Regions from separate parts of the Triticum aestivum genome. Here region 2 is linked to region 1. The links are chromatin contacts, called in public Hi-C maps. All regions are on one chromosome and are shown on one strand. The core of a region is the stretch at or near the end of the contact, and the rest is flanking DNA. Distances in the headings are between cores, read along the strand shown. Region 1 holds the start of LOC123120389 (ethanolamine-phosphate cytidylyltransferase). Region 2 holds the start of LOC123120395 (calcium uniporter protein 6, mitochondrial).

Region 1 (6,176 bases), core at 3,561-6,060:
TTGATAAGAGACCAAATTCAGCCCAGCAATCTGATACAACACTACGGTAGTTACCTGGTAGGCTTCATGGTTAGAAACTATCCTCCTTATAATAGTACTAGTAGTGATATCCAAAGGGCTTTCCAATCTGCGGAAAATACCCATATCCATTGGGACAGCATATGGATGTGACTCGTCCTGCACGAATGGCCATAGTAAATAACGAATGTTATGTTCCACATTAGGATTTTCTAAGAAATATTATTGGAAAAGAAACTCTACGTGATTACCTTTGCAAAATCCATGTTCTCAGCAATTGTTCCTTGAACGACTAATGAAATATTAAATGTTGTAATCTGCACAGAAAAATGAAGTTAGAGAACTCCTGGCATAAACCCCCACAAATATGACCTGATATTCATAGCTAAAATTGCAGCTCATGATTTTAAATAATTTGGTTCAATCCACAGTCCTGACATATATCTACCTCAAACCTAGTTGACATAACTAAACTTTGGGACCAAGCCAAGAAAGAAAGAATGTCTACTGACTTTAACTATACTAGCTTGTGAAAAAAAAAACTTGTGCCACCAAAGTAAAACTTGGGACCAGGCCAAGCCAGCATGTATTTCTATCAAAATTTAATAGCTCATGTGGAATTGTGAGTTTTACTGGCACAGCGTAAGTGTCATGTTCTATGCAATGTGTGTACGAATGGATCCGTTTAGTAATTGGTACTGCAAATAGTAGAGTTGATGGGGGCAGTGGCTACAATAATGACGGTGGTTTATTCACCCCTCCCACCTCCCTATTCTACATTTCTATCTCCTTTAAAGAGCTATTCCCTCCGTTCCTAAATATAACATCCATATGTAGTCCATATTGAAATCTCTAAAAATACTTATATTTAGGAACGGAGGGAGTAGAAGACTATTTTGGAAGAAAAAACAACTCTCAGCAAATAAATACTTCAACACAAATCATGACAAGTATCACACTGAAGCGCAGCCAGGCGAAGCAGCAAAGCCACTGATATGGTGTGTAGACCAAGCACAGCTGCTGAGGCAGAGCCCAGCATAGGTGAGGCCAAGGAGAAGGCAGACTAACTGAGCCTTAGAAAGACGGCTCGACGTGCTAGGATACATGTTTCTTATCCTTAGCAGAGTGTGGGCACTCAATGACTAGCCTTAAGTGCAGTGTTCGAGGAAATAGTACAACGAATACATCAAGCATTTTATACTACAATAAGATAATGTCATGGTTTAGAGTAGAGTAGGCAACTCACCATGTCTTTTGAAATGTCCCATGGAGCACCAATGATTACTTCATCAACATAACGGCAGGCTAGGACACTCAAACTTCGCTCATGAAGATTCATGATTGGGCGATGTGGTCCTCGTGTAGAACTAACCAATATAATAAACATCAACAGCAAAATCTAGACTGAATATAATGTTGAATGAACTAAGTAGAAATGGTAGGCTTCAAAACAAATGCACATTGTAAACTTGGACAATTGAATAAACCGTACACATACTGTACCTCGTAAAGGATTGGAAGAAGAGAAGAGGAAGCAACCATCGTATATTACCTTATGGTCTGATCCGTGTGAATACCAACAAGCAAGAAATCTCCAAGCCCTCGAGCAAGTCGCAATATCTACGTAGAAGAAACTATAAATAGAAAAGAAAGTTTGCAGTGCTATGATTTGGAAAGGAAAGTTCAGTTTGCTTTATTGCTTCCTTGCAATAAGAAGAAAAAATATAAGTAGAGCCAACATGCGAATATGGGAAGTGCGGCTGAATGCTGAGACAGATGATGTTTTCCTTCTTGTATTTACCTCAACATGCCCAGCATGGAACAGATCAAATGCACCATCTATGTAAACTATCCGAGAATCTGGTCCTGGACCCTACATTGGTAAAGCTTACAGTCAATACAGAATGAACTGTAGCAAAAGTTTGGAAAGAGGGAAACAGTTTTATTCAGTTAAAAAGCACTTATTATCACCACATTTACAGAAATGAAACAAACATACAGTTACACTGTATGCTCATGTAATAGATAACTGAATAACAAACATATGGTTTTTTTCTGATACTTCAAGGATTGGATGTTTTATTGTGGATGCGAGAATCGCCCCTGAACTTGTCTAAGTACTATTAAACAATTCATCTATTGCTGCCACACTTCCGCAATCAGATCGCAATTAACTAATTGACAGGGCACAAGTTAACAGTAGAGCAGGCGCTCTGTACTCCCTCCCACCGAAGAAAATATCTTTATTATGTCCAATAACTACATGAACATGCAAAAACTGATGTTCCAGGAAGTTAAATATCGGTCATCGGACATTTAGCACATACGGAGTACCTTTGAACTACAAGAGGAACTCAAGGTAGCACTCTCTCACACAATCTCACCATGAAAAAAGTGCAGTTTTCAGAAGGACTAACATACCTAGAAGTTGCTTCTAAGATCAAGACTAGGTGCCAACTGCTAAGCCGTGCTGTGGTGCCTCGTAGAATATTCATCAAAGAACATAAACAATATTCAATTCATGAGAAAGTTATACCCTGCTATTTGAGAACTGAACTATCCGCCGAGATGTAGGAAGAAAATGAGATATTCTAGTTCCACTTCCAGACCCACTATCGTCAATCTTCTGACCATGCCCAGAACTGAACTGCCTCTGTAGTGAAGAGTGGTTGTGCCTATCAGAAACTGATCTCTCTCTAACACAAAGAAGCATTCTTCCTGCAATGAAAAAAGATGATTTCACAGTGAGAATAAATATTTTCACTGCCATAAGCAGTTTCTTCACTATAAATGAGCAATTCATTGGTTCCCAAAAATTCAAGATAAATGTGTATTCCATGCGACCATAGCATCCAGGCCAGTAAATAGAATAATCATATAGCAGCAACTTAAGAACTCCTTTGATTCAAAGGAGTTATATAGGATTTTTGGAGGATTGAAATCCTTAGGAATTTTTCTTATGTTGGTCCTTTGATTCATAGGATTAGATCCCATAATTTTTTTTCCTATGGAATCTTTTGTACTATATCTCATAGGAAATCTAACATCCACTCCAACCACTTTTTACAATTCCTTTGTTTTTCCTGTGGCATCAAACACTGCTTGCTAATACTATAGGATTCAAGTGGGCATGCCACTCCAATCCTACACTTTTCCTATTCCAGCGTTTTCAAAATCCTGCGAATCAAAGAGGCCCTTATGTTGGATGTGATGCCTGGAACAAGAAAAGGGTGACTCCTGGGGACAACCTATTCGATTGTTCCTTCCTTGCGCTCATAATAATATGGCACTATTTCGAGTGCTTTATAAAAGTGGAGCACCACAAGAAATCGGGAAAGAAAATCTAGTGAATGATAGTCTCATCAACAAATAGGTTTCTAGTTGATCAATAATAAATTGCAATATTGGAGATCACTATAAGATTTGGTTCTCAAAGATAATTGCAACTCAGAACTAGAGCCTAGATATCCGCTTGCCATAGAAGTTTCAGACTCCAATTTTGTTATGGTAAAGCAAATGTTAACAGTAAAGTACAGGAACAGAAAACAAAAGCAGAATCCATACCGACAATGTCTGTTGTAGACACTCCCTCAGTTCTTTTAATCTGCTTATATCTGCCAGCATTTTTGGCAAGGGCATATGCGTCGGTGCCATCTGGGAGCAGACAAGGATCATCGCCATGGATGATGTAATCTATATTATACTCAGTGAATAGCTTGTTCATGAAGTCTTCAGTTATGGCATACGGCGCGTCTGGAATGACATCATCCACCCATTTCACTGCGCCCACCATCACCATTCTGTATTACACAGAAAGGAAAGATTAGAAATAACAAATTGCAGATTCTTACTACCCACAGCGTTAGTTACATGAGAGTTTATAGGATAATTAGTGGGAGGTGGAAAAAAATGTAACTAAAGTAGTGCTACATAATTTGCACACACATTTATGATTCGGATATTTAGCGCATTATCACAGTCTATCCAGTGCCCATAAATCCATTAAATACTAAATGGAACACAAATTGTACAATTCAAATCTCTCGTGCCGTGCAGCAATTGTTTCTCCAGCAATATCTAGGCAAACATAGCTCAAGCGTTGACATCGTAGCATCTACTTGGCCAGGGGTTAAAAACTTAAAATTCAAAAAAGAAAACGCAATGAAATGCTGGAGCAAGCTGTGCGGATGCGTGAGAACACCTCACCACGTGTGGGAGTTAAAAAGGCGACAGCCGCTACACAAAGGGACGGGGTAATTAACGACCTAGCACCTCTCGTTGAGCGGCGTGACGGGCGGCCCCTTGTTAGCGGTGATCTCGTCGTCGCTGACGACGCCGACGACGAGCTGGTCGCCGAGCGCGCGCGCCTGGCGCAGCGCGTTGCAGTGGCCGTAGTGCATCATGTCGAAGCAGCCGTCCATGTAGACGCGCACGGGGCGGCGGCGACGGCGGAACCGGCGGCGCAGCGCGTCGAGCGGGGGCAGGCCCGGGACGGCCACGGGCCCGGCGACGTGGAGCGCCACGACGGCCGCGCCCAGCACGATTCCGCCGATCGCGCACGCCACCGCCAGCCTGGCCTTGCTGCTCCCGGCCTCCATAGTGACAACTGACAAGCAGGCGGAGTGGGAGAGTGAGAGTGCGTGTGCGGGGTGAGTGTGGCGGGATCTAGGGTTAGGGGTGGTTGGGGCGTGCGGCTCGGGGGGCAACCACCATGGGAGGTTGAGGAGGCGTGGTGGTGCTGGCGGCGACGAAAGCGGCCTGCGAATGCGGTTCCGGTGTAACTTTGCCGCGTGTGCGTAGCGGGGCTGCGGTTTAGCAGGGAAGATGCGGGAGCCTCTGTCGCGTGGGACCGATGTGTCAGTGGTCCCTCTACGCACGCGTCGGTGCGCCATAGCCTAGAGGAGCTATCATGGTCGGCACACGCGTCGGTACGGAGGGTCTTGCTCTTGCCGACTTCCCGCCTGTAGATTCAGGATATTTTGGGCTGTTTGGTTTGTGACTAAGATTGTCAAAGATTGCCGCATCTCAAGTTAAGCAAGTTTGATTAACTTAGATGGATGCTTGGTTTAAGCCATACCTTAGGCAAAATACACTATGATCCTACATGATACACATAAAAATGTGGTAAAATTCCCTTAGGCTTACCAACTTATGGCTTTCATTTTAAAAAAACTAACCTTAGACAAGTTTGGTAACATTGTATGATAAAATGTGGCATTGTCGACCCTATGTACGGTCGCCTTCACCGTCCATTCCTTTTTTTTTTGAAAACATGCATTACTCAAATCAAAAGGTCTTAACATTCAATCGCAGCAAGGTCGATAGCAACCCGAACCAAGCCACGTCATGATTCTTGCCTCTAAACGAGTAAACTTTGCTATCTTATCGCTAACTTTATTTTAGCTATGACTTACATGAGTAATACTTCTTCCGTTTTAAAATATAGTGCTTCCTCTATTCTCGTGCTTCAAATTTGACCATAAATATAACCAACAAGACTGACTGCGGCGGGAGCAAAAGTTATACCAGTGAATTCGTATTCGAAGTTTTCAATTATATAATTTTTTTCTCCCGCCGCAGTCGGTCTTGTTGGTTAAATTTATTATCAAAGTTAAACCTCAGGAAGCACGGGGGCACTATATTTTAAAATGGAGGGAGTACATGTTTTCACGAAAATACATGAGAAAGCTAATCTCCTTGATGAGCAACGAGTAGATCGGTCTATCAACATCCTTAGCTTGGATCAGTTTCACAGCAATAAGCGAGTCCATCTCGATCTCCACTGGCATGTCACTTCTTTGAATGGCGAATTCGTGCGTGCACATAATTCAGTTTCAAGCGCATCCCGACACGAAAAGAGTTCCCTGCATGAAGAGAAAATGATAGCACCCTTGTCATCTCTTAACACCATACCAGCGCCCGCCGATCCATCCTCGGCATAAGAACCATTGGAACTTAGCCTTCACCGTCCATTCAATGCCGATGCATTTTTTTTCCACACATGGCTTATGGTGCTCCGAGTTTAGAATTAGGGCATGTAAAACACTATTGTCTTAAGTCTGTCACGTATTCTAGGGAAGATCCTAAAGAAGACAATCCAAAAAAAGATCAAGACGCTTTCAAAAACCATTATTTATAATGTTCGTGTGGGTGAAGGA
Region 2 (6,869 bases), core at 410-2,909, 780 kb after region 1:
TGTATAAAAAAATGTACAACAACAAAGCCTTTTAGTCCCAGACAAGTTGGGGTAGGCTAGATGTGAAACCCATAAGATCCGCGACCAACTCATGGCTCTGGCACATGGATAGCATTCTTTCACGCACCCCTGTCCATAGCTAGTTCTTTGGTGATATTCCAATCCTTCAGGTCTCTTTTAGCGGACTCCTCCCATGTAGATTTCGGTCTACCCCGACCTCTTTTGACATTCTCCGTACGTTTTAGCCGTCCGCTATGCACTAGAGCTTCTGGAGGCCTGCGATGAATACGACCAAACCATCTCAGACAATGTTGGACAAGCTTCTCTTCAATTGGTGTTACCCTAACTCTACCTCGTATATCATCATTTCAGACTCGATCATTCCTCGTGTGGCCACACATCCATCTCAACATACGCATCTCCGCCACACCTAACTGTTGAACATGTCGCCTTTTAGTCGGCCAACACTCAACGCCATACAACATTGCGGGTCGAACCGCCGTCTTGTAGTACTTGTCTTTTAACTTCGAAAATCTGTTTTTTAGCTGTAAAAATCTGTTTCTTTGACCTTCGAAAAAATGGGCACAATGTGCCGGTGCTCCAAAATTACATTTTGCATAACAACGCAATATATAAAGTTTGACTTAGTCTATATCTACTAACACAGTATGGCCTGATGGACCCCCTATGCGTGCAACATAATCCATAAATTTGTGGGGCTTTCCCATGTGATTAAGTGAAATTTGAGAGTTTTTTTAAATCCTCATGTCTGGGCCACCTAGCGACTTCCCTGCTCCCAGCCACTGACAGTTGGGCCACCGCCACATTGGCACGCCACATGGGCTGGACGTACGTCTGGATACGAATGGAGGCACCATATTTGCACGGCCGGACAAGTTCGAGCACCCGTTTTATGCATTTTGCAACTTTAGGCACTATAAATTGACCGCGCAGGACAAGTTGAGGCACCTCCAACATATTTAACTCATTGTTGAATGATCTGTTGGGCTGTTCTTTCAGGCAGGGAGGGCACAAATTCTTTCTGGACTTGGACGGAGCTAACCAGTAGGATTGATGGGCTCCTCTCCTTGCTGATTTTATATGCTGCGTTGCCACTTTTGAAAACTAGTAAATGCATACGTGTAATGTACATTGATATTGAGAAGAAAATTAATTGTACGTTAATTTTATGTATAATATCAGTCACGAGATAATTTTGTGATTAGTACATGTATTTATATTTAATATGATATTAATTACATGTTAAACATGTTAAGCGTTCACCATTTTACGTTGTTAAATTGACATGGTTTGATGGCCATGATTAATTGATGTAGATATTATAGATATAGATGCGACCTTCCTCGCAAAAGAAGGATACACACGCTCTCGAGCCGTGACATGAAAACAGACGCGCTCAAATCACATCACACCACCCGCAAGATGCACTTTACATAGGAGTAACAAAAAACATTTGTATTTATCTGTATATAAGCGAGAAAAACGTGCGCAAAAATGGAAGAACCCGAAACAAAAAGACGCTGGCAGGCGATGGCGCCCCAAATCTCCCAAACACGCCACGCACTTTTCTTTCCCGCTTTTGCAGATGGATTCTTTCCCCCGCCGTGAAGCCATCACCACGTCGCTGGCACACAATCGCAAGAGATGGAAGGTGGAGAAGGTCCAAAACCCCACAAGTAGAGGCAGCTCGAGAGAGATCGATCGTCTTCCACTCCGCCTTGTTCACACCTCACACGCAGCGCAGCGCAGGCCTCGACCATGTGGCGCGCGGCCGCCTCCCGCCTCCGCGCGCATTGCCCGCCCGGCTCGCCCCACGCGCTCCGACGCCTCTACTCGCCGCCGCCGCAGCCGCCGCGGGTGGACCCGCCGGTGACGGCGTCCGAGGCGCGGCGGCTGGTGCGGCTCGTCGGGGTCGAGGCGCTGAAGCGGCGGCTGCGGGACGGGCCACGCGAGGCGATCGGCTACGGGGAGCTCCTCGACGCGTGCGTGGAGGCCGGGGCGGCGCGCACCCGCGATGACGCGGAGGGCCTCGCGCGGGCCATGGACGACGCCGGCGTCCTGCTGCTCTTCAGGGACAAGGCCTACCTCCACCCCGAGAAGGTCGCATCTTGTTTCTTTCTTTCTTTCAAAAACCCTGCTTTTGACTTTTAAGGAAACGAAATGGACATTCTTCAGGCACATTTTCGTTTCTGAGATAGGCCTTCCAGAACCCGGGTGTCTAGGCACCTCCTATCACCACCGTCTGTCCCGAATACAGCTCCTAGAGATCTGTACCATGTCTTGTAGCACACATTTGATTAGCAGGTCAGTTTGCTAAGCGCGGGAGGATCGACAAATTTGAAACAAATCCGGGCCTTGGTTGCCTCACAACTAATTAAATCTTGATCGATCACACGTGTGTTAGATTTCACAATAGCTATATGTAAGTCGTCTGAATTTAGAATTTGGGCCAGTTGAATTTTGCGTGAAGGAAGGAACAGCTGGAGGGAACGGAGAAGCTTGCCGAATGGAAGGAAGAAGCTCGCTAGAGAACCCCTCTGGGTCTATCTTAGGGTGGCAGGCGACCCCACTATTTATCTTAGGGTGACTACGATCTCATTATCTATGTTAGGGGTTGGGGGTGGTGTAGGTTCGCCGAAAAAAACTGGTCCATAGTCGGCGCTAGAGGAATGGCCGGGGGTGGCGGTAGCACGACGATTGGCCGGCGGTTGAGGGGAGGGTGGGGCGGCGAGGCTGGCGCGGGAGCGTCACTGGCCGCGGGTGGTGGTGGCTGTCGGTTCGGCCGGTGGTCCATGGGGATGGTTGGGAAGAGAAAGATCGAGTGATGAGGAAGAAGGAAGACAGTGCATACTTGAGGTTGAAGATGAAGCCCTAGACGTTGGATCATGATCCAACGGTTGAGATAAAGAGTTAGAAACCGATTGCCCCTTTTAGATTTTCAGGCGCCCGTTAGATTAACCTTTATCATTCCTGCTAGTATGTCTGTTAATTTTCCCATACCTGCAAATGATTTTCTAGTTGCAGCCGGCCAGTATTGTCAAATTAGGAAATGTATGGATTAGGGTTGGTGCATTCCTGTTGCAAATGTTGTTTTGTTGGTGAACGAAGATTTTCACATGTTCATATTCAAGATTATATTCAAAATTGATTAGCTTGCGTTGACTGTTGTTTATTTTATTTTCCATTGATTGAAAGGCCCCCGCGCGATTCCTTTTGAATCCAAATCAATCACATTATCCTATTACAGTTTTAGCGCATCGACTATTGTTATATAATTGTATTGTTCTGTATTAGCGCATCCGCGTCTTAGACGCTAAAGGTGAGAGAAATTGACTTAGCACCAACGCTAAAAGATATGAAAAATGGTACTCCTAAGGTCAAGCTTGGCACCCAATACTAGACGCTAGGGATTTGGAGGCTCTTAGGATTCCACAATCAACTTGGTGGGTTAGCCTTAGCCAACCCAGGTTCGACTCTCACGTCTGACACATTACTTGTGTACTGGAAGTCCTCCTCCACACCTTAATAAACAAACAAATGTTGAACACTACTTACCATTGGGTTTAACCGAGAGGGAACAAAAGTAAGAAAAATCAAGATGTAGCTGGAATTTGTCGTAATTCATCAAACTAAAAATGTTGTAGAAATAAGAGCAAGAGGTGTTCTTTTCCAGGCCTCCTGAACAGCAAGGACCTTCAGTCTTCACGTTCCCTGGTCACTGGTCGGTCAGAACCAAGATCATAGGATGCTCTAATCCGTAAAGCGGATTCTTGTAATCCTATTTAGATGACGCCCACGCCACTTAAAACATCTAAGCATCGACATGACATGAACTTTATTACTTTATTCTTTGAGCCATGAGCTATAAGCCCACAAAATCTTTAATAAATGTATCCACAAGGACTACACCATGAGTAAGATTGTTTTTGTTGCTTTCAACTGTGGAGAAGCAACCGTTTTGGGCCTTTTTTTTAGTTGAACAAGTATTAAGTATCACTCTGAACAATTTGCTGAGAGTTGAAGATTTTGATTTTAACTTTTAATGCACAAGATGCACAGAAGTCCTGGTTTCTGATCACAGAAATCAGGGGAAATCTCTGCTTGCTTCAGAGGGGGGAAAACTGAGCAAGAAGCCCAAAAGATGCAGCCGGGTCAAATTTCGTCAAGCTGAAGCTTGCACTGATGGGCCGTATCACCATTGTGTAGGTGGTGGACCTGGTGAGAAGAGCGGTGCCGCTGGCCCTCGAGGTGGAGGACGACCCAAGGAGAGAGGAGCTGAGGCAGCTCCAGGAGAAGAAGGACGGCATCGACAAGCTGGCGCACAAGCAGGTCCGGCGCATCCTCTGGTCCGGCCTGGGGTTGATCATGTCCCAGATCGGCCTCTTCTTCCGCCTCACCTTCTGGGAGCTCTCGTGGGACGTGATGGAGCCCATCGCCTTCTTCACCACCGCGTCCGGCCTGCTCGTCAGCTACACCTACTTCCTCGTGACATCGAGGGACCCGACGTACCAGGACTTCATGGAGAGGCTCTTCCTGTCCAGGAGGAGGAAGCTCTGCGCCAAGCACAGGTTCGACATGGACAGGTACCTGGAGCTGCACATGCATTGCAAGTGCCCTCTCGAAGGCCACTATCCTCATGGCCCCAAGCTTCACAACTTGTAACGCCAGGGCTAGAGTTTCCCAGCTGGACTCTCTGGATTGGGCAATAGGCACATATGTAGCTTCCGAAGTGTTCGCTACATCTTTGCAGAAGTCACCAGTTACCTGCTAGATTAATCTTACAGACATACTAAAGGCTAATCTCAGTGATGTGCCACTGTCATTATGCCATTATGGTTCTCTATGTTTGAAGTTGAAAGCTACTCCCTCTGTTCCTAAATATGAGTCTTTTTAGAGATTTCAATACGGACCATATACAGAGCAAAATGAGTGAATCTACACTCTAAAATACGTCTATATACATCCGTATGTAGTACCTATTGAAATCTTTAGGAAGTCTTATATTTAGAAACAGAGGGAGTACTACTTATATGAGTTCCTATCTGTATCAGATTTATGTTAAATGACCAGGTTGCAACCTTTCTGAGGAACAACCATGTGACGTCTTAAATTTCCTTTACAAAACAGAATGGGGATTGCACAGCACACAAGAAAAAAAGAAAACCTGAAAACGCAACAAAAACATGACAGTGCCGACAAACATACATTTATGATGTCATCAACAGAGATCAACAATTCCATCCCATAATAACAAAGCGAATTGCTGCAGGCTGAGGCATTTGTTCTCTTTACACGCCGTGTAGCACTGAACATTGGCATCCCTCAGTGTAGCTCTTGCACAATGGGCAAAAAGAATAGCACGAAAGAATTTGTACAAAAAATGATCAGCATAGAACTGCACTTTTGCGGTTCCAAGCTGTGCAAATGAAAAGACTCATCTGACTCTATAATAAACAGGTTTCATGCTGTTGTGCTTCTGGCCTCCTAACTGTAGTGTTCTGGCAGGAAACCAATTTAGTTTATTTTCCTTCCTCGAATTGACGCGGTGCCACCATGGTCACCGGAGGTGCACTTGATACATCATAAATACTGCATCCCGTTTCTCTGAAAAAATATCCCTTCGTGGAAGCAAGTTCATGCTGTTTGCTGCTTCAAACTCCCACAAATGCAGACTGTGCAACTGTGCTACGTCTCATGTCATTGCCATTAATGTATATTGCATTCTGCCATGAACCTCTCCCCATTAGTCATATACTTTCTCCAGTAGCTCTTGTAATCATGTATTGCCAAATCAAGCCAAGGTTTCATGACACCATTGTAGTGCAGAGTAGCCGCCTTTTCTATGTCGATACGGCTAATTCCATAATCGTATCCAAGACCGGATTGAACCCATGAACCTTTCAAAGGATATATCAGGTCTTGAAAGGCAAGTAAACCTCTAGGGAGTGCCTCAAGTCTATGTGATACCGAACTATCCTGTTGGAACAACAGAAGTGAAGGTAATAAATACATCAGACAAGTTATGTTCACTACAAATAATTATGACAAAGGATATCACAGGAAAAGGATAGTCCTAGCCATCTAGGATTACCAGAAGAAACTACACGTTTTCCCATATGTCAACAAATTAATAAGGTATACAGTTTTCTTTCGATAGGATTGTCAGAGGAATGGCAAGTTAACTGACCTTTTGAAGCGATTGATCATGCAAGCTGGTAATGCCAAGATCCCTCCATTTCTCCAATTCAATTACATTCAGACCAGAGAACCACACGCATGAATCCGCGTCGAAATTGTTTTCCTCTACATAAGCTTTCAACTGACCTAATCTAACTCCACAGAACTGTACAGCGCCTATTACTTTGTCTCCCATATTGAGGTTCCAAAGAGATGACAAGTCTTTCTGGACAATCATATCATCATCTAGAACAACTACTCTATTCAAGCTAGGAAGAAGATCAGGCAAGAGGAAATGTGAATGGCCAAAAACAGATATGTACTCAGTTTTCATCTGCCTCCGGAGAGGCTGAGAATGATTATGAAACGTGACACGAAATTCCTCTGTAGGCCATAATTGTTGCCTCTCAAGAGATTCAACATCCTTAGAGAGCTTGTTGTGATCCTCAATGTTAGTCACGTGAACATTAGCGTCCAAATATGAGTTTCTATCAAACCAATGCTTCATTGCATAAAAATTCTGGGTGTCGGTGAATACATGGAAAACAATGCTGCCGGAATCCTGAAACATGTCGTAGGAAATACGTTAGCACTGAGACAAACTCCTCATAAGATTTTCAGTTATTTAGAAAGGACAGTATACCTTGGAGTTCATGGCTGTTGAATTGATA

Evidence for each region. A called contact is a pair of places that touch in the nucleus more often than the background predicts.
Region 2: a contact with region 1 is called in a Hi-C map of leaf, with 5 times the contacts expected there. The contact joins the promoter of LOC123120395 here to the promoter of LOC123120389 in region 1. A contact is called at or near these places in 2 of 5 Hi-C or Micro-C datasets (both in leaf).

The regions. Positions count from the first base shown.
Region 1 is chr5D:236,963,140-236,969,315 of IWGSC CS RefSeq v2.1, forward strand. LOC123120389 (ethanolamine-phosphate cytidylyltransferase) reads right to left here and starts at 4,811. Exons shown (of 9, transcript XM_044540366.1): 1 at 4,291-4,811; 2 at 3,583-3,818; 3 at 2,555-2,736; 4 at 1,820-1,891; 5 at 1,571-1,638; 6 at 1,265-1,385; 7 at 270-335; 8 at 55-177. The coding sequence starts at 4,616.
Region 2 is chr5D:237,747,415-237,754,283 of IWGSC CS RefSeq v2.1, forward strand. LOC123120395 (calcium uniporter protein 6, mitochondrial) reads left to right here and starts at 1,660. Exons shown (of 2, transcript XM_044540377.1): 1 at 1,660-2,121; 2 at 4,228-4,851. The coding sequence starts at 1,780. The coding sequence ends at 4,683. It overlaps LOC123120394 (probable galacturonosyltransferase 7), which reads right to left. Exons shown (of 9, transcript XM_044540374.1): 7 at 6,842-6,869; 8 at 6,209-6,760; 9 at 5,187-5,997. The coding sequence ends at 5,728.